2 separate regions of the Siniperca chuatsi genome follow, and region 1 is linked to region 2. Evidence: chromatin contacts called from public Hi-C data. All regions are on one chromosome and are shown on one strand. Each heading gives the region's core, a stretch centred on a gene start, on an enhancer-like site or on the middle of the called end of the contact. The rest is flanking DNA. Distances are from core to core; before and after follow the strand shown. Region 1 holds the start of rbm46 (probable RNA-binding protein 46). Region 2 holds the start of LOC122870274.

The links. A called contact is a pair of places that touch in the nucleus more often than the background predicts.
Region 1: a Hi-C map of skeletal muscle shows a contact between it and region 2, with 7 times the contacts expected there. The contact joins the promoter of rbm46 here to the promoter of LOC122870274 in region 2. A contact is called at or near these places in 3 of 3 Hi-C or Micro-C datasets (liver, skeletal muscle and an unstated tissue).

Annotation. Positions count from the first base shown.
Region 1 is chrLG22:22,565,613-22,568,312 of ASM2008510v1, forward strand. It overlaps rbm46 (probable RNA-binding protein 46), which reads right to left and starts at 1,319. Exons shown (of 16, transcript XR_006376503.1): 1 at 1,251-1,319. It overlaps lratb.2 (lecithin retinol acyltransferase b, tandem duplicate 2), which reads right to left. Exons shown (of 5, transcript XM_044184407.1): 5 at 2,174-2,700. The coding sequence ends at 2,557.
Region 2 is chrLG22:22,293,633-22,296,332 of ASM2008510v1, forward strand. It overlaps LOC122870274, which reads right to left and starts at 1,429. Exons shown (of 3, transcript XM_044184404.1): 1 at 1,314-1,429; 2 at 431-590. The coding sequence starts at 545.

The DNA.
Region 1 (2,700 bases), core at 69-2,568, 270 kb after region 2:
TTTTGTTAATTGCTGTTTCCAGCTCTCACGTATGATGGACGTTTGTCACTATTTTCCCACTAATGGGCAGATTAAGCGATATTAAAAATAATCTGCAGTTGGAGCTCGAGTTACTACATTAACTCTGGTTAAACTTCAGAAATGTAATTTTAGTAGACGCATCTTCAATTCCTTTTCAAATTTAAAATCCGATTTAAGAAGAGACTGAAAGCACGAAACAGTTTCAGAGGTTATACTTTTAAAACATCCAAAATAGCTTTTTGCTGACTGTTATAAACAGCATTTGACTATATGTAAGCCCATAAAATGACTTCGATTTAAATGAAGACATCATAAATTCTGCATTATATGCCACTACATACTATTATCACTGCAGGAAACCACCAAAACCTACCATAATTAACTTCGGTATTACCTGAAAACCTGCTTTAACTTCACATTTCATGTTTTTTTTGTTGGCAGCTTAATGTACCTGGGACACTGTCTCAGAGCCACAGGCAAACTGCTGAATAACTCTCATGTGATTTAAATCCACTGGCAGTGTGTAGCCTAAATCATACTTTCACACTCGCTGTGGTAATGAAAAGTAGTTATATTTTAAGTTTCCAGAGCATTTTCCCCCCTTAGGAACCCAATCTGACATGTATTTTCTTGTTAGCTAGCGGGCTAACTTTTACTGATGTGTCACTGTTTTATTAATGCTAACAGCGCAAAAGGAGGAACCCGTTATCAAAATACTCATCCTAATGTTTGTTGAACTTAAATAAGATTTCAGAAATTGAAAATGAAGCTAGATTAAGCTAATTACTCTTCAATATGCTGTTTAGCTAACGTTAGCTAACTTCAGTTGCTATTTGCTGTGGACCACTTGGAACCGGTTCAAGGACCCCTGAAGGCCCCTAGACCCAACCAGTGAGCCACAGTAAACACTAATGTGAAGTTAACTTGCTAACCGATATGTGTAAACTAGATTAATTCACCCAAGTACTAAAACATTCACAAAACATCCCAAGTTAAAAAAAAATAATTAGCCGTTAAATTAGCCAACATTTATGCTAGCGGCTGTGTAGCATAACGGTAACTTTAGCTTCTTCCAACCTTTTTAACTAAGCTAAGCTAGCCCACAAATAAACCCTTAACAGCTCCGTCTGTCGGCATTTCTTCTCACAATAATTCAAACCTCAAGCAGCAACAATGCACAGGTAATGTCACCTGTTTCTTTTAAAACTTCACCGAGATAAAAAACTTACCTGGAGCGTCTAAAATCAACCGGCCCGGAAGTATGATTGACATGAAGACTGAGCCAATCAGCGCGTCTCTCTGGGGCACGGAGGGCGGGACAACATGGAGATTCGTTCCCCTCATAAAATAAAATGAACAGAAATGAAATAATAAATCAAATAAAATCGAATAAAATACATAAATTAAAAAAAAAATTTAATTAAATTGCAGTATTCGTTTTCTGCTGAAACATCTCCACTCGCCAGCCTTCTAATTAGATTAGATTAAACTTTATTGTCATTACACAAGGCAGCGAAATGCAGTTCAGGTCTAAGCAGAAGCATATAAAGTGTGTGCATGAATGCAGGATAGAGCAGTATTATTAAAATGTCTTACAAGTGGTGCTGTGGACATTATATACAGATGGCTTTATTATAAACAGAAGTATACTGATGGATATGTACAGTAATGAGTTGGACCGGGCAGAGCAGCAGTGCAATGAATATAAAGTAGTGCAAATTATGGATTAGTGAACAGTGCAGTAGATGAGTTACTGCAGTGTTCAGTACAGAGTACTGGAGTGCAAGTGATGCAGTATATGTATATGTAAGTAGTCCGGTAGTGCAAATGAACGTGTGGTGCATGTGGCAAAAACAATATCAATATAGCAGCAATTGCTGTGCATGTGTCTGTGTAATCTTTGCTCTTCTTCTTCCTGTGTTTCTGATATTCTTCAATGAAGGCAATATATATATATATATATATAAATAAATGCAAGTTTTAATGATGAAGCCAAGCTTCCAGTCTCTGGACATTCATAAGGTCTAATATAATAATAATAATGTTTTCCCAGAGTTTATAAATACATCAAGCACACCTGCGCTTTGTCATGCAAGTACATGTGGGAAACGCAGTTCCCGTTGTCCAAATACACAGGAAGCGTCAAAAAATAAAAAAATATAACTCACGTCAAGTCAAGTCAGTTTTATTTAAATAGTCCAATATCACAAATCATAAAGGGGCTTCACAATCTGGACAGCGTACGCCCCCCTCTGTCCCGTTAATGTTTCTTTCTGACCATTAAAACTGCTTCACACACACACAGTTTAGATGTCTGTTAGGATTACAGCAGCGCAGGACAATCCCTCAGCTAGCAAAAGCAACGAGTTCAAGAATATCAACAGAAACCCAATCTTTATTAATCATTTTACATTTGTACAGATTATTCTCTGCAGACACTCCTGATGTTTACAGAGTTTCTTCACCCTTTCCCATCAGTGTGTGTGTGTGTGTGTGTGTGTGTGTGTGTGTGTGTGTGTGTGTGTGTGTGTGTGTTCACGAGGCCATCCAGATGAGGAAGGGCAGCAAGACGGCCAGCAGGGCGGAGCAGGCGGTCACGGCTCCCAGGTAGAGCAGCAGACACGCCCCCAGCAACGCCGTCGCCTTGGCAACGCGCCGACTCAGCAGCAGCTTCCTCGC
Region 2 (2,700 bases), core at 179-2,678:
TCTCTCTCTCTCTCAGTGAATGAAAGAACGTAAATACATGCGAAAACACAAAATAGTCTCATATTCAGTAATGAAACAGAGCGCACACACACCTCCCCCGCAGCGTTTCAGCACCAGCAAACCGAAGCAGTGACGAGTCAGAAACGGTAATAAAATTTAACACTGCTCATAGCATTGCCAAAGAAGAGCTACTTTTTACTAAATTTAAGTAAATTAAAAAACATCTTTATTCCTGTTTACAGTCATGTGTTAAGTCTGAAGCCCTGACTAGGTATAATTAAAAAGAAAAATGTCAGACTGGACGTTAGCGAGCTCAGATCATATAACAGAAGGTAAAACACTAAGCAGGGGAAGCCAAAGTGAAAACCTCTTCGGTCCCTGACAGCTGCAGGATCTGAACACGTGACGTTGTGTTTCTTCAGCGGCTCACCTTCTGGCTCCAGTCTCACAGCTGGTCCCAGGTCTGCTGGTGTCTTCAAGCAGTCCACCAGGTAGACCGACAGCTGTTTGAAGCCCAGCAGAGACAGACTGCTGGATGACGCCATGATTTCCACTGCAGTCAGTCAGAGGTTCATCAACAGACAACAGACCTAAAAGACATGAGATTAACAGTGAATTGTATAAAAAAAACAAAAGCATATAGTCACAGAGAGCATCTTAGAAAGTCTCATATAACGTCCTTCTCTTACTCGTTTTGTTACTCTATCATTATATATTGTTTTTACCTTTTAACTTGAAGTGCTGCTCTGTTTTAATAGCATTTATCTTTGCCTCATTTTATCTTTTATTGTGGTGTGAAGCACTTTGTAACATGTGTTTTTAAAAGTGCTATATATGATGAAACTAAGCTATATATAATATTTGACTTAACTGTATGCTAGGGGACTGAATGCTATGTCTTTAGTCCATCTGTGAGGCTAACTTTAGCTTAGCTTAGCAGTTTGTGCCTCTCATGCATTAGCATTACATTCGAGGCACAAACTGGGGCTACCTTTTGTTTTAACAAGTTCCTGTCCACCTTCGCCTGATAAATTCTGCCCCGGGTGAAGTTATTGATTCTTCGGAGAAAGACAAACTGTAACTAAACAAAAAGAAAGACATCTTAAGAACTCACCAAACGGAGCTTTTTCCCGGGCTAACGTTTGAGCCAAACTGCTACTACAGGCGAATATCCGGTTCGAATGAGCATAAATACATTTCCACTGGTGTCTTTTGGCTTCTAGTTGTAAAATATATATATATCTGAAGATAAAATTCTGAAAAGCTGGATTAAAACTGAACAAAACGTACGAAAAGCGAAGCCGTGGACGTACTTGAGCGTGCTTGTTTGTTTGTTTTTCCGGGTTCAGTTGACGGACGGGTTTGTCAACCAATGGGCTCCGAGAAGCTGAAGAGGAGGCGGGTTGTTTTAGAAATTTGGTGCCAATCGCAGTGTCGCTTGATGACAAGGCGACGTCACCTCATTTAGGACAAACAGAACAGATTCGCGTTTAGCCCTAAATCCTCTAAAGGTTTTTACTTTACTGCCTGTTAAACACTAATGGCAGCTTAAAATCAGTTGGTTAACGGATTTTATTTGCCTGATATCTCATTTTGTTTCATACACTGTCCAGCTTACATTTTTATTTTACCTCTGTTTAAATTATATTCTGTTATGTTGACTTTATTCCTGTATTAATTGGTTTTTATTACCCGTTTTCAGTGTTGGACTGTAACTGCATTTACTCAAGTACAAGCACATTCTGAGCTACTTGTCCTTTGTGTATTTTAATTTAAAGCTACTTTATTCTTCTACTCCAGTACATTTGAGAGAGATATCTTAAGCTACTTTTAACACCACTACCTTTATTTCACAGCTATAGTTACTTTTCAGATTAAGATTTCTTATTACACTTTACATAAATATGATGCATTGTTATAGATTAAAATACCCATCGACCAAAGTAAATCAAGTTGTAAACATTTGCTGTTATACATCCATCAGTGATAATATTCCAGTAATATATATATATTAATGTATTTTTATAGGCTACTGTAGTCTGGCCACTTTTACTTAACGTCTTCCACCGCTGTTTGTTTTATGTAACACTGGTTTTGATAAGTGACGTAACCTTCAAAAGGCCTACTTTTTTAGACAAAACAAAATAAGATAAGATGATATAAAATGAGATAATCCTTATTGATCACGCTCTGGGAAATTATTAATGTGTCACAGCAGCAAAAGCAAGACAATAACAGATGTATTACATGCTGTAGATAAGTAACCTTAAAAAGAATATTATCTATCTATCTATCTATCTATCTATCTATCTATCTATCTATCTATCTATCTATCTATCTATCTATCTATCTATCTATCTATCTATCTATCTATCTGTCGAGGCTTGTGGCAGTTTTTACACATTTTGGCAAGTGAATCAGTTGTTTTAACACTTAAATGTGAGTACACAGAGTTGTATTAAGAGTTTTGAGAGAGTTAACTTAGTACTGGCGTATGCATTCAAAATTTCATATCCACAGGTAAAATATGCACAACTGGAGTCGTGCATGAAGTCAGTCTTAAGCTATTTTTCAAATATGAATTCTTTACATTATTATCACTTTTTGATTTGTTTTTGTTTGGTTTCATTCCATCATAAAACTTTATACACTTCCTGTCCAAATGTGGAACATGGACATGCAAAGACAATACAATAAAAT